4 separate regions of the Mus musculus genome follow, and all the other regions are linked to region 2. Evidence: chromatin contacts called from public promoter capture Hi-C data. All regions are on one chromosome and are shown on one strand. The core of a region is the stretch at or near the end of the contact, and the rest is flanking DNA. Distances in the headings are between cores, read along the strand shown. Region 1 overlaps Ubap1 (ubiquitin-associated protein 1). Region 2 overlaps Ubap2 (ubiquitin-associated protein 2). Region 3 has its middle 15 kb from the start of Gm25637. Region 4 overlaps Ubap1 (ubiquitin-associated protein 1).

What was found. Capture Hi-C pulls out chosen DNA fragments and counts their contacts.
Region 1: a contact with region 2 is called in a promoter capture Hi-C map of adipose tissue. The contact joins two enhancer-like sites. A contact is called at or near these places in 25 of 39 promoter capture datasets (the 3T3-L1 cell line, 3T3-L1-derived adipocytes, the C10 cell line and 14 more), 14 of 484 Hi-C or Micro-C datasets (B cells, the C2C12 cell line, Th17 cells and 7 more), 8 of 115 datasets of contacts at active chromatin or transcription factors (the 230-238 cell line, cardiomyocytes, differentiating embryonic stem cells and 3 more) and 4 of 9 other capture datasets (adipose tissue, embryonic stem cells, liver and 1 more).
Region 3: a promoter capture Hi-C map of adipose tissue shows a contact between it and region 2. The contact joins two enhancer-like sites. A contact is called at or near these places in 11 of 39 promoter capture datasets (the C10 cell line, the HPC-7 cell line, cranial neural crest and 7 more), 1 of 15 datasets of contacts at CTCF or cohesin (embryonic stem cells), 12 of 484 Hi-C or Micro-C datasets (B cells, the G1E-ER4 cell line, bone marrow-derived macrophages and 8 more), 9 of 115 datasets of contacts at active chromatin or transcription factors (double positive thymocytes, embryonic basal ganglia, embryonic limb bud and 3 more) and 3 of 9 other capture datasets (adipose tissue, liver and pancreatic islet).
Region 4: a promoter capture Hi-C map of adipose tissue shows a contact between it and region 2. The contact joins two enhancer-like sites. A contact is called at or near these places in 10 of 39 promoter capture datasets (the C10 cell line, the HPC-7 cell line, cranial neural crest and 7 more), 2 of 484 Hi-C or Micro-C datasets (the C2C12 cell line and granulosa cells), 2 of 115 datasets of contacts at active chromatin or transcription factors (embryonic stem cells and microglia) and 3 of 9 other capture datasets (adipose tissue, liver and pancreatic islet).

What each region holds. Positions count from the first base shown.
Region 1 is chr4:41,385,589-41,391,361 of GRCm38.p6, forward strand. It overlaps Ubap1 (ubiquitin-associated protein 1), which reads left to right. Exons shown (of 7, transcript NM_023305.3): 5 at 1,587-1,769; 6 at 2,508-2,609; 7 at 3,093-4,178. The coding sequence ends at 3,233. Kif24 (kinesin family member 24) reads right to left here. Exons shown (of 13, transcript NM_024241.2): 13 at 5,160-5,773. Among named protein-coding and RNA genes, the nearest start is that of Ubap1, 39 kb to the left of the region's middle. Within about 2 kb of position 2,378, at least 72 of the 459 cell types and tissues checked have an H3K27ac peak or open chromatin away from gene starts, as enhancers often do. A contact at or near this core is called in adipose tissue, where this site is marked.
Region 2 is chr4:41,194,586-41,199,979 of GRCm38.p6, forward strand. Ubap2 (ubiquitin-associated protein 2) reads right to left here. Exons shown (of 29, transcript NM_026872.1): 20 at 5,131-5,317; 21 at 4,909-5,000; 22 at 4,633-4,680; 23 at 2,145-2,223; 24 at 1,743-1,948; 25 at 1,359-1,458; 26 at 1,161-1,268; 27 at 1,023-1,087; 28 at 749-940; 29 at 1-661. The coding sequence ends at 566. Among named protein-coding and RNA genes, the nearest start is that of Gm22888, 5.8 kb to the right of the region's middle. Within about 2 kb of position 2,441, at least 50 of the 459 cell types and tissues checked have an H3K27ac peak or open chromatin away from gene starts, as enhancers often do. A contact at or near this core is called in adipose tissue, where this site is marked.
Region 3 is chr4:41,061,914-41,067,536 of GRCm38.p6, forward strand. No RefSeq gene overlaps it. Among named protein-coding and RNA genes, the nearest start is that of Gm25637, 15 kb to the left of the region's middle. Within about 2 kb of position 3,463, at least 38 of the 459 cell types and tissues checked have an H3K27ac peak or open chromatin away from gene starts, as enhancers often do. A contact at or near this core is called in adipose tissue, where this site is marked.
Region 4 is chr4:41,366,644-41,372,230 of GRCm38.p6, forward strand. It overlaps Ubap1 (ubiquitin-associated protein 1), which reads left to right. Exons shown (of 7, transcript NM_023305.3): 2 at 247-287; 3 at 5,082-5,206. The coding sequence starts at 254. Among named protein-coding and RNA genes, the nearest start is that of Ubap1, 20 kb to the left of the region's middle. Within about 2 kb of position 1,643, at least 63 of the 459 cell types and tissues checked have an H3K27ac peak or open chromatin away from gene starts, as enhancers often do. A contact at or near this core is called in adipose tissue, where this site is marked.

The DNA.
Region 1 (5,773 bases), core at 1,128-3,627, 190 kb after region 2:
AAAAACTACCTAACTGACTTTATTATAATACCTTATTGGCTATTACATTATCTCTAATATTTATTACAAATGATGTGAAAATGACTATATATAGAGATAAGCTTAAATGTTTTTGTAGGTTTATGTATATGAATGTTTTGCCTACATACATACTTTATATATAGCACATGCATGCTTAGTACCTGGGGAGTTCAGCAGTGTCAGATTCCCTGGATCTGGAGTTATGGATAGTTTTAAGCTAGCATGTGGATGCTGGCAACCAAACCCAGGTTTTCTCTGCAACAAATAAATGCTCTTAACTGCTGAGCTCTCTCTCTAGCCTAAAGGTTTGCATTTTAATATTCACAAAGATACAACTAGATCAAAGAATTTTATCAGGCCTTCCTTCAGCCACACTTACTTGAAGGACAAAATACTCCCAAAGCACAGCTGTTAGGGGACTGCACTTTCTAAAAGTGTGTGTAATTTAGAAACATATACCCACATTCTAGCAGGTGTTCATGGGGCTTTTTAAAGGGAGAAGTACACATGGTGGAAGAATAGTCCTGGCATTTTGGCTGGGCTCATGTGAGAGCTGCCTTTACTTTTTTAGGAAGCTGTGTCTTGAGTCCACACAGAGTCTGCTCCTGAGAAGGGCCATATAATCTTGAGTCTGCAAAGTGGCTAGACTGCTTTAGCTTCTGATCTTCCATGGCTGCTGTAGCCTACTGAAGCCCCTAGGAATGGACTGCTTAGAGTATGTTACAGGTGACACAGTTCAGTGGAAGCTGTCAGCCTACATGCCTGTGATCCTCCTGGCTCTCTTCAGTTTGAGAACATGCGGTTATAGCAGAACTTGCTTTAGGACAGAGGACTGACTACTTACTGCCTTGCTTAAAAAGGAAACAAGGAAAATTATAAAATGTTTTCTTTGGTTCTTGGAAGCCTGCAATTTTGTTCCTGTGGCCTGGGAGTGAGCTGAGCTGCCTTTGTGCCTTAGGCTTCATTATCAGAGGTGAACCAATCAGGTGATACTAGGGAGGTCCGGTGGCAGGGAGCAGCATGCTTGTAGCCATGCAGTAGACTGCCTAGGAGTCTAGCCTAGTATGGCTAATACTCCTTCCTTCCATCTTCACTGCAAAGGACAGCAGCTTTAGCAGGGAATGAAGCCAAGTTATGTGGTATGAGGCAAAGGTAAGTGCCCTCAAAATCCTGAGGCCCTGAGCTAGCCATGACCAGTGAGAGGCAAGAGTGAGACTAGGATAGTCAGTTACAGAGTAGCAATGTCTGCAGTGACTGAGTCTTAACCAAAATAGAGTTAGGGGCTAATGAAAGGACACAGAGAAATCTGCACAGCCCTCAAACATTCATTCTGTAGGTAGGTTCAGACTCAGAACTGATTTTCAAGTTACAGGGATCAGGGCATGGAATAGCATGTGCTGTCTGAACATGCAGGAACTGCGGGTGAGGGCTCCAAGGGTTGCTGGTGTTTCCTAGCTTTTCTTTTTGGCTGGTACTCAGTACCTCTCTTCTTTCCAACCCACAATGCCTGGACAGCAACCTGGGCCTCAACTCATCTTACCGTGATCTTGTTTTTCTATTGTCAGGTAACCCCTCTAAATTTCTCAGTGTCACAAGTGCCCAACATGCCTAGCTGTCCCCAGGCCTATTTGGAACTGCAGGCACTGTCTCCGAGTGAGCGGCAATGTGTAGAGACAGTAGTCAACATGGGCTACTCATATGATTGTGTCCTGAGAGCCATGAGAAAGAAAGGAGAGAATATTGAGCAGGTGAGGTGCTGGTCTGTAAGGTGTGGGTGGGGGAGCATGGTGACCTCAAGTTAGAGTTGTGATCTTGAGGTCCTCAAGTGCCTGCAACTCCAGCCTCCTCCCGTGTGGGTATGTGGAGCCTTGGGCTATCATCAGGGACCAGAAGTTGAACAGTAGTCCTTGAGAGTCTGAGAAAGCCTGGGGGGTGGGAGGGCTGGATCTGTTGTCATTATCCACCCCTTTGTACCTCTAGAGAGTACAAAACTGAGCATATGGTTAGATCTACACTTCTTTTTGAGATAGGGTCTTGTGTAGGCCAGGCTGCTCCGAACTGAGGTAGCTGAGGCTGGCATTGGACTCAGTCCTGACCGCTAGCATTACAGATATATCCCACTACTCGGCTTACCTCTAGAAACTTTTGTCATGGCTGTGCAGGACGCTGTGAATAGCATACTATAGTCCTCTGCCTTGGGGACATTTTCTGACATGCACTGTATTTTTCTAGAAGACTATTATCCTACTCTGGCTGAGCTGATCTTCTGGGTTGAGTCAGCTGTGACAGTACCTCCTTTGGGATGTGGCTGCTCATTTCTAGAAGGGCGTGCCGGTTTGTTTACCAAGTCATTATTGAGGTTATGCTGTGCTAGGCAGTCTGGGCCTGATAACTGGGGAGGGACAGGGAGGCAGCTTCACACAGATGGTCTAAAGCTCTCGACTCAGGAGTAACAGGAGGAGCTCAAGCCTTGTTTCTTTCCTTAGATTCTCGACTATCTCTTTGCACACGGACAGCTTTGTGAGAAGGGTTTTGACCCTCTTTTAGTGGAAGAGGCTCTGGAAATGCACCAGTGTTCAGAAGAAAAGGTAAGAACCTTTATGCATTCACAGGAGCAGAGTTGACTGCTGTACTCCCTGGCCCCTGCACTGCCTTTTCTTACTAGTCACTGTAGGCAGAAGCAGTCAAAGACAGACTCCAGTGTCCAGACAAGGAGTCTTGCATTTAGTATAGATAAAACATGGAGTTGAATCCCAGTGATAGGAAGGGGAAGTAGAGTTGCGCTAAAAGCCAGGCTTTTGGAAGACAGTGACTGTTGATAGTCTTTTTGCCTTCCCTTCTATCTAGAAAGCATACTTTAGGGGTTAAATACTTTGTCTTGGTGGGAATATTCATGTGGGCAGGAGCTCGTCCAGAGGTCAGCAAGTGAATTGTTACTTTCGAGGGAACCTTAAAGACCCATGGGACTGCTTGAAGGAGGCAGAATCTTCACCTGCAGTATACACCTACATTCAGCTGCTCTGCGTGGCTCAACTCTTTCTGAAAAAAATTTGTTCTCCTTTATCCCATAGATGATGGAGTTTCTTCAGTTAATGAGCAAATTTAAGGAAATGGGCTTTGAACTGAAAGACATTAAGGAAGTTTTGCTATTACACAACAATGACCAGGACAATGCTCTGGAAGACCTCATGGCCCGGGCTGGAGCCAGCTGAGACCTGGCCCTGCTACGGCCCTGCCACAGCACCACCATTCCCCAAGGAGGCTCTGCACAGCTCACTTGTGGGGAAGACGGGACATGCTTCCAGATTTTCTTTGGGGGTTAGAAGGTCGGATGTGGAGTTGACACTTGTTAGTCTCTGTGAGCCCAGGCCTGAGCTGGGGGAAAGTAGGAAGATTTGGGCATATATGCTCTCTATTGGTTCCTTCCATATTAAACATACCTGTGTTTTGAGAAGTGTCCTTCCCACTTTGGGCTTTCAGAAGGAATACTTGGTTCTTTCTGGGGTCTCTAATGTTCTCAGCCAAAACCTGGCCTGGCTACCAAGAAGAGTGGGAAGACAGGAGGAGCAGACTGCTGCTGTTTTGGGGCTAGATCCTTTCCTCTCCTCTCTGCTGCACCACTGTCAGACTGGGCTCTAACCCAAGTGGAATGCAACTGAGAGGGTCTTCCTGGGCCCGCCTTCCCCGACAGCCCTAGTGTTACACTGGTTCTGGAGTGTCTCTGCGGTACAAAGATGCACTTTTCTTCATGGGGCAAAGTCTGCCTCTTCTGCCAGGCAGTTCCCATTTGCCCCTGTCCAGACTGTTTCTTTTGGCTTAGACCATAATCCTCTGCTGCCCGGGGCATTGGAGCCCCTGTGCTAGGAAGCTGTCAGTTTTGAGTATCATTGGCCCTTTCCAGCACATGGGTGAGAAAACAGGCCACGACTTGTCACTCAGCACTAACCCCCAGTTCTTGAACAGCCTCCTCCAGCCCTGCTTTAGGATGACACAATGAATAACACCTAGGCATAGAAACCAGTCTCTTTGGTTTGTTTGTATTATGTTCTACAATATTAAAGATCTAAATACAAAGGATATAATACAGTCTTGAATCTAAAGTAATTTGCTAACTATTTTGATTCTTCAGAGAACTACTAATAAAAATCTAAAAGGTATGCCATGCTGCCTTAACCTCTTTATTTTGAAAAATGGTTTGACTCAGGACAGTGGGTAGATTACGGGTAGCACAGTCATTTCTGGCCTGGAACAGAGCCTAGTTGTCCCTTTCATATCAGTATCCTTTTCCCACTGAGGGCCTATGGGACTCAGAGGCTGGCCATCCTGTCTCATCTTTTTTTTTTTGTTTTTTTGGTTTTTTTTTGTTTTATAAATACAGACTCTCTAAACCTGGTCTAGTGCAGCCTGTGGAACAAGGGTATATGCTTTCTTGCTAAAGTGGAGAAGGGGTATACAGGTTTTGAGGTATCCTTTAAAATATGACAAGTCAAGTCCCTTTGCTTGTGACTACTACCAGTCACAGGCAAGGTTAAAGTGCTTCCCCGGCTCTCAGTGGTGCTCCTATAGCTGACAGTTCATCCTTAAAATTTCTAGTACTTATCTTTAGTAGAATCCCACATCCTTTTGGTGTTCTTGGTTGGGAATGGCCTCTGATTTTTAGTGGTTATGTGAGAGGCCTTAAGCTAGGAACAGGCTGCCATCTGGTGGTCAGTTCAAGCACTGCCCGTGGCTGCCAGACAAGCCTTTCAGCTCTTTTATAGAGCCAGACCTCACTATAGTCCAGGTTTAGACCATAATCCTCTGCTGCCCGGCTAATTCCTTTGAATTTAGTCCTCAGCATCCCAGATGCTGGGGTTACACATGAACAGTGTCACACCTGGCTTATCTTGGCTTTTTAAATATAACATCCTAAAACCATAGAGTTCTTAAATGTATGTGGTAATGGCTTCAGGGCCCAGGCTGTGACACATGAATCTCAGGTTAACTCAGGAAGACCTATGAAACTAACGGACTCTTGGAGGCTGTTTCCCTTGGGGTTCTCTCTGTTTAAAAGGTGATACAAGAGATGGGAAGATGGTTCAGTTAGTGTATGTGGTACAAGCATAAGAACTGCGTAGAAAGCCTGGAGTAGCTGGTTGTAATGGTGTATGCTACATCTTTAATCTTGGCATTTGTGAGGCAGGACTACTTTGTGAGCTGGTCTACATAGAGAACTCCAGGACTGCATAGAGAGGCACTGTCTCAAAAGAAAGCCTGGAGCGGTGGTCTGAGAAGGGAAGGGAGAGACAAGAATTTTGGACTTGTTGGCTAATCAGTCTGGGTAGATCAACAGGGAGACACTTGCTTCAAAAATAAGGTAGAGAATGATTTGAGGGTACCTGGTAACATCTGTCCTGCACACACAGCAATACAGCAAGAACTCATTTGAAGAGATGTGTGTTTGTTGCTGTGTCAGAAGATTCAGACTGCTGACTGTAGACTCAGTCCCAAGACACCCGTAGCAAAGGCCCTTGAGTGTTGCTGGCCTAGTACCTTGGACCACTCAAGCCTTGGCAATAGACTTGCCTGAGATCTCCCAGCCTGTTTAATCATTCAGAGGCACTGGGAATGAGGAGTCATAGACAGGAGCTAGGACCTGCCACAAGAACTATGAGGGCTGGCAGACACTGACATGGGCCTGCTGTTTTAGCAAAAAAGAAAAATTAATGAGAAAACCGTGCTGCTGTTGGCACCCTCAAAGCTGGATTGCAGG
Region 2 (5,394 bases), core at 1,191-3,690:
CGGACAGGCTTCTGCTGTGCGCAGACGGACAGGCTTCTGCTGGACAGGGGTTATTTCTTCTGTTTCCAGATTAAGATTTGTTAGAAGAGGGACCATGACAAATGACAGAAGGATCAGTTTTTCAAACACAAGGATGAAGTAATTACAGAGGAGAAAACATAATGGTTCACAGGGAATGAGATAAGTCGTGATTCTTCATTGGTACTGACCTGGCCCCAAACCACCAGTCCTTCAGTGGCACACCCAGCAGCCCACTGAGCTGGGGCCACATGGAAGATCTGAAGGCAGAGGGGTCGGAGTGGGGCCTACTTGGCTATGGTAAGGGTGTCTGGACTGGGAGCACACACTTGTGTGCTACCCGTGACCACAGCCCAGCTCCTCCAGGCTTGTATCACATTTACAAGTACATACATAAATACATTACACACAGCAGAGGGTCTGGGAGGCAGGCTTCCCACAGGGCTCAGCTGACAGTTGTCTCAGGATCCCAGCAAGGGCACGGGGCTCCAGGAAGGTGCTCCATGTGTTCCCTCCTGCCCAGAGCCCACCCCCTCCTTTTCAGGGTCTAGTTTGTCCAGTATGGAGCGCTGCCGTAGGTGGGTTTGGAGGCTTGAGACTTGGGCTGAAGGGAGCTGGGCTGGCTGCGCTGACCAGAGCCGCTCTGAGGAGGAAGAGGAGAAAAGGCTATAAAGGCTGGAACAGAACCCCAGGCCCCACGTGGGGAGGCTGCCTCCATCACTGCGCTCACCGGGGCATCCTGCTGTAGGTGGTGGTGCAACAGCTGGGAGTGGGGCTGCTGGTGGGCCGGCATGATGTGCAGGAACGGGGCAGGCGCGTAGCCGGGGGCCGCTGCAGGGGCCAGGGGCCCGGTGGAGCCCAAGGCAGACGGCAGGCTGAATGGTGGAGGAGTCCCGGCATGAAATCCCTGCTTGTCAAAAGTCTGTAGGATAAAGATGGCAATGCCGTCAGGTTGAACTGCACTCTTCGCCCATCTAACTGTGCCCACCTTTGTGCGACCTCACCTGTGTCTTGTTGTAGACGGAACCAGTCATATCAGGTAAGCCAGTGCCTGAAGATACTGACACTCCTAGGAAAAAAAACAGCTGTCACACAGGAGACTACTACTCCAGGTTCCAGTCCCGGAGAGGAGCTGACATTACCTTTGCCAGGCCCAGAACCAGTCGACTTGTTTGGTGCCTGAGATGATCCACCATAGCCACCCTTGGTGTAGTCTCCTGCTGCCGTCCCCTGGGTCAAATCGTCATAACCTAGGATGACAGGGCACAAGAGGCATGTGTGGGCTAAGCAGGTCTCTCTGAGCATGTGCCGCTCAGTACTGGGAGTGATGCAGTCCTTACCTGTGCTGTAAGCGTGCTGCCCATAGCCACTGGCCTGCTGGAAAGGGGTCGGGGGAGTGCTGAGGGCCACACCGTGCTGCTTCGCTGAGGTTGGAGGGACCTGATTGGACAAACAGGCGAGGTTTGAGTGTAAGAATAATGCAAAGAGGAGATCAGCCTTGGCTTGAGCGTCAGGCAAAAATAAGTCAGAACGCAGAGAACCACTAGTTTCCTAAGTGCAATCCATGATGAATCTAAAGGAGCTGGGAAATACAATCTGACCCCTGAACCAAGGCTGGCTGCAACTCAATGGGCTCGTGGCTGCATCATCTGCTGCTGATAGATGCTGGAAAACATCCCCAAAGTTTCAACTTTTGAAGAACCCATAGCCCAGGAAATACTCACAAACATAGTAGGCCCATACTGGAAGGCACTGGGCACGCCTGTGTAGTAGGGGAGGCCGGTATAGCTGTAGCCAGGTGGCAGACCAGGATTCAAAAAGGGCTGCTGGGCCGTGTGGTGGGTCTGAGACTGGCTCTGCTGGGCCTGAGCTGGGGTCGTTGGAGGTGCAGGGGATGCAGAGTCTCCTCGGCCAAACTTTGTGACGTCACCTAGAAGAACAACGACCCTTGTATTACCAGGGGAAAGGCCAGGCTAGCTGTTACAAACAGGAATAGCTCATACTGCCAGCTCAAGTACTCACACCTTCAAAGACTGCCTCAGCCCGCCTCATCCACCTTCTGGCCTCCTGTGGCTAGACAGGACAGCCCATCACCTCCCCAACTCTTGCCCGCTGAGCCAACTAACCTGAATATGGATTATTAGCTAGATTCCCATCTCGGCTGGCAAGGGCTGTGGGTGCTGCAAAGGGAATTCCATAGTAATCCTAGGAAAGACCAAGGAGACTCACTGAGCAATGGTCTCACCCCATCCCCAGAGAGCAGATCCAGGTGGCAGAACATGTATGCACACTCTGGGTGATGCCACACTCCCAGAACAGGCAGCTGTCCAGAGAGCTGCATGTATGACAGTACCCTGGGTGTGTGCAGCTCAGAACCTCTGCTTTAGCTGACAGCATGTGGGCAGATTGCCAAACCCTAATGCCTGAACCAGACACAATCAATCTCACAACTCTTTTCACAGCACATACGGAGACTTGGTAAATGCTACAGGCCAAACCAACTGTACTGGTCCTTACTGAGTGAGAGACTAAAGGAACAGCCATGGGAATGGTAAAAGAGGCCAAGCCTAAGAGACTTAAAGAGGGGCAGAAAGCAATGCTAGGCAGGCATAAGACCATGGGTCTAGCTTCTGCCAACTCCTTTAGCTACAGCAACAGAGCTAAATGGCAGGGGAGAATGGCAGGTACAACAGTGCAAACACAGGCCACCAAAGCTGCACTCTGGAGGAAGAAACTCTGCCCTGGCCCTCACCACCCAGGGCCCTGGGCCGTCTGAGCTGAGTCACGCTAGTCAAGAACACATAGCTGGGAATGGCTCTCACATTCCTTAGGCTGCAGGTCTAGGCAAACTCCAAGAAAACATGGAATCCTCAGCCAGAATTCTAAGAGGCAAAAAGAACTAGCCAAATGACAAGGAACTTGCAGGGACTAGCTGGAGACAAAGGAGACTAGTAGGAAGGAGGCCCACAAGGGAGCACCTTCACAGACAAGGAAATCCAAAGGCAGCAGTTTAGCCCCAAAGAAAGGCTAAACACGACCCAAGAAAAAATGTAAAGCTTGTTTCCACTGCGGACTCTCTAAAGATGTCCTCTAAGATATAACTTTTAAAACAGAAAAGGGAGAGGCTGGAGAAATGGCTCAGTGGTTAAAAAAGCTGGGTGCTCTTCCAGTAACCTATGTGGCGGCTTACAACTGTGACACTTCAGCTGCAGGGATACGATGGCTTCTGTCCTGTGGTTAGGCACACAATGGTGCATCTGCAGAAATCCTAGCCCAACTTGTATACCCAGAAAATCCAAGGAAAAGGAGACTCATGGTATGGGTGGAGAGGCAAGAAAAGCCCCTAAGGACAGATGCAGCTGTGAGTGTCACTTCAGGCTATCTTGGATGCTACCCAGGGGTCCTTCTACATCCTGTTAGACTCAACAGACCCTCAGCCAGCCTCTCCCTCAGACAGGACTCCACTCGATCAAGTGGAGGCGCTACCTGCAGCGGCTCACTCTGGGCGGCCTGGCAGAAGACAAGGAACCCAGCAACAGGAGTGGGTGTAGGCAAGAAGTAGGCACGACAGCAAGCACAGGCAGCCCGTGCCCGGGCAGTCACATCCTCTGAGAACATCAAAGACCACATTCTGTGTCTGTGACTGACAGATTCCCTACAAAGTATAAGGCTGAGACTGTCTACCTAGAGGGCACTCTTGCTTGTGTGGAGATGGCCTGCCCCTGCTTCCTTGCTTCTCATCTCACGGTGGCTTTCCCACAGTATCCATTACTTTATTCCTAGGCCCAGGGTCAGAGGACAGACAACCCTGGACGAGGTGAAGTAGTAGCAGCACTTGGGCCAGCATTCTTGTAAGTAAGGGCGAAGGCTAGACCCAGATGATACTTTATAAAGTCAGCCAGGGTACGCTGCTCCTCCTCCTAGGGCAGAACAGCAATGCTCTCCTCGTGAATGCAGCCCTGTGCCCAAGCATGAGAGGAAGACAGTATGACATTTCCAGGCACAACTCACAAGTCTTAGATTGTATGATAAGTTTGTTCTCAGAATGTAGCCTAGTCTAGTCTTTTTTTTTTTTACCCGCCCTGGTTTTTCGAGACAGGGTTTCTCTGTATACCCCTGGCTGTCCTGGAACTCACTTTGTAGACCAGGTTGGCCTCGAACTCAGAAATCCGCCTGCCTCTGCCTCCCTAGTGCTGGGATTAAAGGTGTGCATCACCGGCTTCTAGGCTAGTCTTGAACTCAAGCTTAGTCTCTCAAATGCCAGGATTACAGGAACATATCTCCATGTTCAGCTGTTTTTAGTATTTGGTTGTTTTTGTTGTTGTATTGTTTTGTTTTTAATGGAGCAGGAAAATAAGATAATACATTTGGTACGAGCTATGCATGTCTTACAGTGAATGCTCAGGGTTCCAGAGTCCCTCATTCCCCAGGGATGAGCAATGACCTTTATCTGCCAAGACAATGGTCAAACAAAGCATAGCACCACTAGACACAGCGTCTCATAGTGGTTTGGGGGAGATCCATAGCTGAGGATTCTGAAGGCCAAGCATAGTGGCTGTCAAGCAAGTCGAGAGCCTCTACTGCCGAGGTCCTCACTAAGCATCTGTCACTCACCATTGGCAGCCGTGACTGCAGCATCTGGAGCTCATCATAACCGTAAATCTGCAAGAGAATCGGTGGGTACATTAGGGACCACAGACACAGACACAGAGGGAGCCAAAACAGACACACTCAAGAATGGGACTTGGGTCAGATGTTTTAGAAGGAGAAGGATACATCAGATATGAGATAGAGACAGGGACAGACTGCTCGCAGCCCTGGCCTAACCCACCACCTCTCTTACCAGGAGGGCCTGCCAGGTGCCAGCACCTCAGCCTCAGTCCTACTCACCGGGTAAGCAGGAAGCAGTCCTCCAGGGCCCACGAGGTACTGATTGTGTAGCAGGGGAGGCACCCCTTGAGGCAGGTTTGGGGGTGCTTTGCCTAAAAAGAGAAAAACCCAAACACAATGGATCACCCATTTCTCAATGAGGTTCGTGGTCTGCTCAGGGGTCGAGGCACAGGTCTGGAAGTTCACTTATTGAGGAGGTTTTAAGAGGCTTGGGGTGTATACCTGAGGTCACCAAGGCCGTGGCCCTGGTGCTGCTGCTAGGGACGCTCACAGTGGTCCCCCCCAGGCACAGGCTGCTCACAGTGCTCATGCTCCCAGGCAGGACAACCCCTGAGGACGGGGCACTTGGAGCAGAGGTCGCCGCTGCTGAGAAGGCGGCGGAGGATGCGGTGCTCTCCACGCTGGCATGCTGGCAAAACAAAAGCCAAGGCGTGTGGGGTAGAACAGTCAGAACGAAGGGCCTATGGCTGAACAGACAGGCCGGCA
Region 3 (5,623 bases), core at 2,213-4,712, 130 kb before region 2:
TGTCTTACGGGTAGCTAGGAGGAGGGTCTCCTGCACAGGGCAGAGCCTGAGCTTCGTACCTCAAAGCCTGCCTACACAGTGACACACTTCCCCTACAAGGCCATACTTTCTGGAAGTGCCCTTTCCTGGGAGCTGAGTTTATTCAAACCATCACAGGACCCCATGAAGTTTCCCTCTTCACATTACCATGCTGCTATAGCCATTTCTAGGAAAGACAGTTTCACGGAAGACCACAGCACCTACGATCTTTAGGCCCCCTCTCCCTCGATGTTCCCTGAGCCACAGATGCAGGAGCAGTGCTATAGATGTATCTGCTGGGGCTGTGTGCCACACAGTCCGCCCATGGATCTCTGCACTGTCTCCATTTGCTGTACAGAGGCTCTGAAGGGGAGGTAGCTCCTCTGTGGGAGAGAGCAGGACTAGAGAGTAACATCTAGTATCTCCACTTTGCTGACTAAATGATACTTTTGCAAGCCTCACAAGTCCGTCTGCTTCACATTCAGTGTGAGTGGATAGTGGATTCAGGATGTCAGCCTGGTCCTTCCATGTCAAGTTCCCCCATCTTCTTATCTTACACCATCTGATAATTTCCTTGACTTTATCTATCTATCTATCATCTATCTATCTATCTATCTATCTATCTATCTATTTATGATAGATATCATTTAGCCCAGGCTAGCCTCGAATTTGCTATGTAGCCAAGGGGTGACCTTCCTGCCTCCACTCTACCAACTGAGCTATATCCTCAGCCTTCCTTTGAATTTTACCTAAATCAATTTAAAAAGTCTTCCAGAATAAAGCTTTTTGTTTTTCTGAGAGAAGGACTCATGTAGCCCAAGCTTACTGTGCAGCTAAGGATAACCTTGGACCTGACTCACTTCCGAAGTGTTGAGTTTATAAATGAATGCTACCTACCACACCTGGCTAAAACGCCCCCCCCCCCCCCGGGAAATAAAGGATCTAACAAGAGTAGAGATTTTTTCTGTCAGAGTAAGTGGAATAGCAGAGGAGTCAGGTTGAGGGACTTTCACCCTCATGAAAGGATGGGAGAAAAGCCTGAGCATGCATCTCAGAGATAGAGCGCTTACTTACACAGCATGTAAGATGCCTGATGAGTCCTACGCCTAGATCCATCCTCTCTCTCTCTCTTTCTCTCTCCCCCCCCCCCTCTCTCTCTCTCGATGGACTAAGAGCGAGAGCAGGGGAGCAGCATAGGAGCCTCCTGGCCGGAGCCTGTGCTAGCTTGTTGGAGGCATCCTTATTCAGGGGTACTCCTGTGTCTGTGTGGTGAGTCCTTTGTGGCTCAGGCTTTGTAGACGGGATCCTGTGAGCTTAACTGCAGCTCAGCCCTTTCATTTGTACTGGTGAGTTTTAGTGCAAGACTTATGTGGGTATCGGCACCAATGCTGGCAGAGTAGATTGAGTTGCTATGGAGTGTGGTAGGTGCCTGGTAGTTTTCAGTGCTAGGTGAGAGACTATTGAGCAAGAGTCTGCTGCCAGTCCCTGACCCTGAGTCCAGCAGTAGGATGTTATATGCTCATTTCCCAGGCAGTGAGATAGATTGCCAGCATGTGGGGCTGGCCGACCAGCCCTTCCCTTTGCAGCCTGGCCTCTCAGCTTGAACCCCTGGCATAGTCAAGAGGTCCGGCAGCCTCAGGCACTCTCCAATCTCCAGTGTAATCAGCTGGCAGCTGGCTCAAAATCACTGGACTGTTGTGGGGGATCCAGGTGTGACAAGGCCTGATCAGGCTGCCTTTTAAGGACACTGGACCTCCTGAGCTCTTTGGGAACAGGGATTCCAGGATCCTTCCTTCAGAGGGAACCCAGCAAGTGCACGATAACTGGATGCTGAAAGACCCGAGTCCTCTCTGCCCTCGGTGGAAGAGAAATCGTTTATGCTGGAGAGCAGCCTGTCTGCAAGTAGAATGGGGAGAGTCTCTTAGGCATCTGCATGAATTCACGCCTCCAAGATCCTAGGAGAAGATGGTCCTGTCTCTACTTCCAGGCTGTTAGCACCTCGGGGCAACCTGGCCCAGTTAGCCTGGGCATAACAAGCCTCAAGTCTTTCTTTCCTGCAGCAGCCAGCCTGAACCCCCTCCCCACCACGTGTGACAACTGGGGTGGGGGTAAGTGTTGGGGGCAACTCTTAACCCTCAGACTCTGCCCCCTTCTACATGAGGCTTGTACTGGCGCCCCCTACTGGTGGTCTATGCAGATTTCTTGGGCTGGAGATCCCTGCAGGCACCAGCCAGCTGGGAACCCCCACCTAACTAGAAAACTCCGCCTCGCTTTGAGAATCTTGTCCGCCTGGCTTTAGCCCCGGGGTCCTCCTCTAAAGGAGATACTTGGCTCCAATCAGGGCAGCCCACACACTTTCCTGTGGCTTCCAAGTTTTCTTACCCGCCGCTTGTCACCTGTACCTGCTTCACTTCTTGCTGTGTTGACTTCAGCGCCATCTCTGTTTGCTGTGGCTAAGCCTACATACGGAGTGAGGAGGAAATCTCTGAACTGAAAGTGTGAAGCTAAAAGGCAACAAGCGAGTGTGGGGGTGGGAAACCGAGGGAGGGACAGAACCTAGTCCGGGCTTCTCAGCTGGGGGAGAGCAATTGTTCAACACCACCACCCCATTCCCCACCTCTGGGACACAGCCTAGGGGCAGGGATGGGTGGAGAGACTTTCCCAGCCTCACTACTGGCAGGTCCTAACCTGTTACATAGCTAATTTGTTTTTGAAGCTCAGCCCCAGAACGCTAATGTTTCGAGGCTCCAAAAGGCTAAACGCACAGTTCAACAGAGTACAAATCCTCTCTCCCTTGCCGCCCTTAATCCTTCTATTACATTACTCAAGGAACGCCAGTCACCACTGTGGAAGACACAGTCTTCCCAATTTCCCATATACCCATGACAGCCATGACAGTTCACAAGGGTTGCATGGCAACCCTAAAGGGACTACTACCCCTCTGGTTTTTGTTTTTGTTCTTGTTTTTGTTTTGAAAGATTGATTTATTTATTTTATGTACATGAGTACACTGTAGCTGTACAGATGGCTGTGAGCCTTCATGTAGTTGCCAGGAGTTGAATTTAGGACCTCTGATGGCTCAAGTTGACCCTGCTCACTTCGGTCAACCCTGCTTGCTCAGACCCTGTTTGCTCTGGCCCAAAGATTTATTTGTTATTATAAATAAGGGCACTGTAGCTGACTTCAGATACCCCAGAAGAGGGCGTCAAATCTCATTATGGGTGGTTTGTGAGCCACCATGTGGTGGCTGGGATTTGAACTCAGGACCTCTGGAAGAGCAGTCAGTGCTCTTACCTGCTGAGCCATCTCTCCAGCCCTACCCCTCTGCTTTTTAGAGTGGACAAGTTAAAGAAACCTCTGACAGTCACTGTGTGACAGCCTGGGGTAGTCCATACTTCCTGGCTCCTGGCCCAGACTCTTTGCCCCACTTCAGGCGTCTCTCAAATCACAGAGCAAACCAGGAAGGCAGAACCAGGCCACAGGCATTGGGGCAGGGGCCAGCATGTCCACTTCTGGTGTATGCACGCAACACAGGCCTGTGCAGAAACCACTCTCCAAGCAAGTTCCATGGGCAACCTGAGGCTCTCTGTGTATTCCCACAGAGCAGACAGTGTGCAGAAAGGTGAGACGGAGCTCTGACATCTGAATCCACCACCACCTTCCGTTCTTGCTCCTGTAGGTCCGAGATTGTGGCCTATAGCCTGTGTATGCCCTCTCATGGACAGGGTGTGAGAGCTGCCATGACCTGCAGGGGAGGGGGGCTTAAAGAATAAATAGGAAAGTTGCCAGCCATCATCATCATAGACTTAGGGTGTCTGGCTTTGCCAGCTGTGCCAGCCAGGCTCTTTGAGAAAGGAGCTGTCATTGGCACCTTGCCACCACCAAGGCCTCCTTACCTAGTGGCTCACCAGGATTTGAAGCTACACCCCACATTTCTGCCCACATACTATTTGCTCCTTTACAGTGCCTCTGCCTCAATTACCCAGATAGGCCGTCCCAGCTGCATGCATGGTGATATCCTGTTTACATACAGATCCAAGTCGCAACACGACATATCTAGCTATAGAGATGGGCAGGGGTGCTACATTCTGTAGACCTCTGCCACTTCCTGAACAGTCATAATAGGATAAGGGATGAGTCATCTGCCAGGTTTTGGGATCTGCTGAGCCATCAACATAGGAAGCTCCAAGCTCCCTGGAACAACCCTCTGCCTCCACTCTGCCTCCACATCTAGCCAGGCCTCCTAGACTAAAGGCAAATCTCCTATAAAAAACTATTTAATTTCATACATGTGAACAAAGAACCTCTGTTCTTTTAAAACATATATATGATAGGTCAGAGGTGTAGCTCAGTGGTATAGCGCATAGCGCAAACTTAGCAAGTACAAGGTACTAGATTTAGTCCCCGGTGTACACGTACACTCACAAACACACACACTGGGGTGGAGTAGCTAACTTCTCTATGCTTCAAGGGCTATCAGCCAGCGTTTGCTTAGCCCAAATGCCCTGTAGGAAACACCTTCAGGATAAACTATCCCAACAGCAAGTAACTTTTGAGAGAAATGGTTTATCTAAGTTCACAATCCTACACTCTAGCCCATCACCACAGAGAAGTTACAGCATCAGTAGCTACAGGTGGCTGATCACATCATAGCCACAGATAAGAACACAGAGGAGTAAACACATCTCTGCTTGCTTGCTCTTACTTAGCTAAGCTTTCTTCTCGTATACAGTATAAGACGCCAGGCCTAGGGAATTGTGCAACCCTTAATGGACGGTGTCTTCCCACACCAGTTCAGGTACTCAAGAGAAGTCTTCAGGGGCCCACCTGATCTAGACAATTCCTCAATTAATATTCTTTTCAGGAGATTGTAGTTGTCAGAACTAACCACCACACTGGCCATCATAACTACTCTTACAGAGTTCCTCTCTCTCTCTCTCTCTCTCTCTCTCTCTCTCTCTCTCTCTCTCTCTCTCTCTCTCTCTCCCCTGGAACTAAATTAGTTCCTTATAGTCTACCCCCAGAAATCCAATCTTCATACAGCTGTCAGCAAAACCTTTTAAACACATATAAGTTCACTACCACTCTGTGATCCCCTACAGTTCTGCATGGCCTACAGGACAGTGTCTGTCTCCTTATCCCTGCTCACAAGTCTCATCTTACCAGCCCCATCTCTTCCCATGTTACCTTAAACAACCCTATTCCATCCCCCTTGACCTTCTTTTCCAGAGCCCACTCTCTCATAGTGTGCTAGTGAATGCTTTTAGCAACTGGTTCTGTGGTTTAAATATATATCCATAATACTTTGTTTACTTAAGTTCACTGTGAAATTTCACTAGCATAAAGAGTATATAAAACTGTGCCTAGTTGACCATAATGCTAAAATGTCCAGTGTAGCTTAGGGTTTAAAGTCAATCGCTCTGCAAATGCCAGGCGGTGGTACACAACTATAGTCCCCAGACTGTGGGGCGGGGGAGAGGCCTACCATAGCGTGAGGCTGCCTGGGCTACAGAAAGAGATCCTGGCTAGCCTGGACTGTGTAACAAGACCCTAGCCAAAAAACAAAAACAACAAGACAACAACAACACTGCTCTATAGTATACTT
Region 4 (5,587 bases), core at 393-2,892, 170 kb after region 2:
ACAGAGTTGTTCTCTGACCTCCAGACAAGCACTGTGCAGGCAGCACATGGGGATGTAACACAGTAGGAAAATGTAAGTTTAAGAATAGTGAAGCTCTCCTCTATTGGGCCTCCTTTGGAGGACTTGGGAGTGAAGCGTGAAGACCGAGTCCTGGAACATTAGTGCTCTGCTGTTGTTGTTTGTTTTTGTCTCTTGTTTATACTGTTTCAAGACATAGTGCCTAAGAAACCTTCCCTTCTTTTTCAGGTTCTAAATGGCTTCTAAGAAGTTGGGGACAGATGTTCATGGTGAGTGGTGTTAAATATTAAGATTTAAGCTATGATTTGATCAGGGAATTTGAGTTAATTTAGTATTATGTTATTGTTTCTTTATACTGAGCAGCCTGAGTAATATAGAGTTGTACAAAACAGCATGTGCATCTCAGGGCCTGCAGTTGTTTAAAAGGATTGCTTCAAATGCCTGCTTACACTGTGGCCTTCAGAGCTACACATGGGCCTGCCTCTTGTGCTTCAGCGTTAGTCCTTTTTCTGTTCATGGTTGTAGCTTCTCCATCTGTTTGGATGGAGGTTCTAAGCCTTTAGTTAATGAGGTCTGTTTTGGTCCTGCATCACACGCATGCCCCCCCATTCCCCAAAAGCAGTTTGCTGTGTCAGTTGGAGCGTTATGAAGGTACAAGTAAGATTTAGAGTGTTACACAGGAGCTCATTGTTTTGTTTCTCTCATCTTCCCCCTTCTTCCTGTGTGTGTGTGTGTGTGTGTGTGTGTTTCTCTGGGTATTGGACCTAGGGTATTTTTTTTTTTAAATGTTTTATGGGGGCTGGAGAGATGGCTCAGTGGTTAAGAGTACTGGCTGCTCTTCAGGAGGTTCTGAGTTCAAATCCCAGCAACCATATGGAGGCTCACAACCATCTGTAAAGAGACCTGATTCCCTCTTCTGGTGTCTGAAGACAGCTACAGTGAACTTACATAAAATAAATAAAATAAATCTTTGCTACATTATCAAAATCCTGTCTCAAAAAAATCAAGATTATCCCCAAACTATTTTTTTTGGACACGTGATCTCTTTGGCTCCTGAGGGTTGGGACTAAAGGAATGTGCCCATCACTGAACTAAGTTTTATTATTTGCACTTGTAGAGAATTTAGACTCCTAAATAGTTAAGATTAGACCATTTTGTTCTTTAGTAGGCACTTACCCAGAAGAATCCAAGACTTCAGATTTTTTTTTTTCCTCCTAAGACAGGGTTTCTCTGTGCAGCCCTGGCTGTCCTGGAACTCGCTCTGTAGACCAGGCTGGCCTCGAACTCAGAAATCCGCCTGCCTCTGCCTCCCAAGTGCTGGGACTAAAGGCATGCGCCACCGCCACCACCACCCGGAGACTTCAGATTTTTGTACAACTGATTTTCCATTTTAAAAACTGCATTGGGGGCTGGGAGAGCTGGCTCAGCAGTTGAGATAATAAATTAGTCATTCAGAGGAGTTAGGTTTGGTTCCCATCAGCCACAACTGCCCCAGTTCCACCATCTCCAGGGGATCCATTGCCTCTGTCTCCTTTGACACCTCACTAATATGGCATACACATACAGGCATGGTTTTAGACACTGCACATCATTGTGGCAGTGGTCCACTAGGCTGCACGGCAGCTTGTGCTGCAGAGCTCTTCTGAGCTGGAGTCACTCAGCTGTGTCAGAATGACGCAGCAGTTGTTGCTTACAAACTTTGTGAAATATCTTTGAAAATTTATATTGCCACACATACACATGTAAGTTGCATAATACTGTGTTTGTTCATGTGGTGTTACATCACTCAAACTGTGCAGTTCACAGTCAGTAGCTCAGGTGGGAGATCTTCCAGATACACTATCCTACTGAATAATCATGAGAGGATGTTGTCTAGCATCAGTAATTGTAGAGGGACACACGTGACTTGTACACATCTTACTTTCGGTTACTTGTTCTCTTTTTTCTTTGTATTGGTGGTGGTGGTGTCATTGATGTTGAGACAAGGTCTTAGTATGTAGCCTTGGCTAGCCTGGAGTTTGCTGTGTAGACCAGGCTGGCTTGGAACTCACAGAGGCTACCTACCCCAGCTTCCTAAGGGCTGGGTTAAAGCTGTGTGCTACTACATCTCCTATTATTATTACTATTATTATAAATTATTTTTTGTATATGAGTACACTGTAGCTGTACAGATGGTTCCAAACCTTCATTTGGTTGTTGGGACTTGAATTTTTAGGACCTCTGGTTAGCTCTGGTTAACCCTACTCGCTCTGGTCAACTCTGCTCGCTCAGTCCCTGCTTGCTCTGACCCAAAGATTTATTTATTATTATACATAAGTACACTGTAGCTGACTTCTGATACACCAGAAGAAGGCGTCAGATCTCATTACATGTGGTTGCTGGGAATTGAACTCAGGACCTCTGGAAGAGCAGTCAGTGCTCTTATCCACTGAGTCATCTCGCCAGCCCCTATAATTAATATTGATATTATGATGTATGTGCCTGTGTGTGCATGCCCATGGCATGAGTGGAAGTCAGTGAACAACTTCTCTCTTTCACCACATGGATTTAGGAGATTGTGGTAGCAAGCACTTTTGTTTTGTTTTGTTTTGTTTTTCGAGACAGGGTTTCTCTGTATAGCCCTGGCTGTCCTGGAACTCACTTGGTAGACCAGTCTGGCCTTGAACTCAGAAATCCGCCTGCCTCTGCCTCCCAAGTGCTGGGATTAAAGGCGTGCGCCACCACACCCTGCATGGTAGCAAGCACTTTTACCCACCGAGCCATTTTCTCTGGCCCTAACCTAACATTTTAAGTCTGTCTGTCTGTCTGTCTCTTTGCCTGTTTCTTTGCCCCCTCCCCCCCCATTCTCTCTGTGTGTGTAGTCCAGTCAACATCAGATGTCCTCCTCTGTTGCTTACTGCCTACTTTTTTTTTTTTTTTTTTTTTTAACACAGGGTCTCTCACTAAGACTGAGAGTAGTGGATTTGGCTAGAGTTTCTGGCCAGTGAGACCTCAGGCTCCTCCTGTCCCTGCTCCCCAAGCACTGTTATTTTCATGTGTGCCAGTGTGCCTGTTTTTGTTTTTTGTTTTTTTTTCCGAGAACAGGGTTTCTCTGTGTAGCCCTGGCTGTCCTGGAACTCACTTTGTAGACCAGGCTGGCCTCGAACTCAGAAATGCACCTGCCTCTGCCTCCCAAGTGCTGGGATTACAGGTGTGCACCACCACGCCTGGCAGTGTTTGAATTTTAAGTGGGTCCTCGAGATTTAAGACAAGCTTTCAGCCTGCACATAGAGTGCTTTACTTACCAAGCCATCGCCGTAGTCCTTAAACAGTTTTCTAAAAATAATTTCTCAATATTGTTGTGAAGTGGTTGACATGCTGGATGAGGAGGTCATGATACTGAGGACTGCCTCTGAGTGTGTGTTACAAATATTTTCATTAATTCCTAGAGAATTTCCTGTAATTTAGGTTTATCATATTCATCCCCCACTCTTTCCTGTAACTCTGCCCAGATCCATCTCTACCCGAGACCTCCAACTTTATGTCTTTAAAATAGCTGAGTCCAGTTTGTACTGCTCATGTACTCCTGGCTATGGAATGCACTTGACCTGCTAAGGAATCTCAATCTCTCTCAATCTCTCTCAATCTCTCTCTTTCTCTCTCTCTCTCTTAGATATGTTATTTACATTTCAAATGTTATCCCCTTTTCTGGCTTCCCCTCCGAAAACCCCCTCCCCCTACTCACCAACTTACCTACTCCCGCTTCCTGGCCCTGGCATTCCCCTACACTGGTGCATAGAGCCTTCACAGGACCAAGGGCCTCTCCTCCCATTGATGACTGACTAGGACATCCTCTGATACATATGTAACTGGAGCCATGAGTCCCACATTGTGTACTCTTTGATTGGTGGCTTAGTCCCTGGGAGCTCTGGGGATACTGGTTAGTTCATATTATTAATTATTATTATTATTATTTATTCTTTTGGTTTCTTGAGACAGGGTTTCTCTGTGCAGTCCTGGCTGTCCTGGAACTCACTCTGTAGACCAGGCTGTCCTTAAACTCAGAAATCCCCCTGCCTCTGCCTCCCAAGTGCTAGGATTAAAGGCGTTCGTCACCACTGCCCGGCAGGTTAGTTCCTATTATTATTCCTCCTATAGGAATCTCTTAAAGAAAGCTGATTCTTCTCCCTCCAGAAGATACCAACTGTCCATAGCTCTTCTGCTAAGGGTGGGGGCTCACCAACCCCTCTCCCTCCATGAATTCTCCTAAAATGTTGACTGGCTTTTGAATTTCTAAAAGCAGTTAAGCTTTGTTCTGAGCCAGGCATGGTGCATGCTTACAATCCCAAATCTCAGAATGGAGGCAAGAGAATTTCAGGTTAAAGGCCAGTTTGTATTTAACAAAGATCCTGTTTGAAAAATGACAAAAAATTATTCTCTTAGATATTTTTAATATATAATATAATACTGTTAGCTTAAGTACTATGTTGTATACACACACACACATACACACACACACAAACACACAAACCCCCTCCCCCTTTTTTTTTTTTTAGATAGGGTTTCTCTCTGTAGTCCCGGTCCTGCAACTTATTCTGTAGACCGAGCTGGCCTGGAATTTAGAGAACCACCTGCCTCTGCCTTCTGAGTGCTGGGATTAACGGCGTGCACCACTACTGCCTGGTAAGTACTTTGGATTTTGTACTGAGTGTAATTGAAAACAAACCCTAGCCAGGTGGTGGTGGTGGCACCCGCCTTTAATCCCAGCACTTGGGAGGCAGAGGCAGCCGGATTTCTGAGTTTGAGGCCAGCCTGGTCTACAGAGTGAGTTCCAGGACAGCCAGGGCTATACAGAGAAACCCTGTCTTGAAAAAAAAAACAAAAAAACAAACAAAAAAAGAAAACAAACCCTAATATGAAGTAGACTGAGTAGAATTCTTTAATGGTCAGATGTCAGTAAGCCATTGGAGAGGGACTCAAATGTTAGGGTGGTATAAATGAGTGTGTGTCAACTCAGCATAAGATTATAGCATATAAATGTTATTTGCTGATGTTCTCTGCTTTATTGTTATTTTTGATTATAGGGACTTTCAGTTACCTTGACGATGTCCCATTTAAGATAGGAGACAAATTCAAAACACCAGCGAAAGTGGGTCTGCCTATTGGCTTCTCCTTGCCTGACTGCTTACAGGTTGTCAGAGAGATGCAGGTAAGCGGTGGATTTTAGTTAATATTCGGTACATTAAAGACTTGGTAAAGCTCTTTTTACATCTCTTAGTTTTATCTTGTTGCCCCTGTTAATGCCTGCTTACGATGATACCCAGAGCTCCACTTATATGTCTTCCACATATGCATGGGTTTTGTTTTACATGTTCTATTATCTTTTCTGCGTTTCTGTGCCTAGTACTAAACAAATACCAGTTATCCATGTTGCTCACGCCCCTCTTTGCTTTGTTGATGTCTTCATTGTCGTCTCAGTCAGCAGTGTTAGACTGGGTTTGTCTTTAGTTCTGCCTCACACTTCATTCTCGCCTACCTCAGTCTCCCCAGGCTATCATGGTAGCCTCTTTAGTTGGCTTTGCTTGCAGTG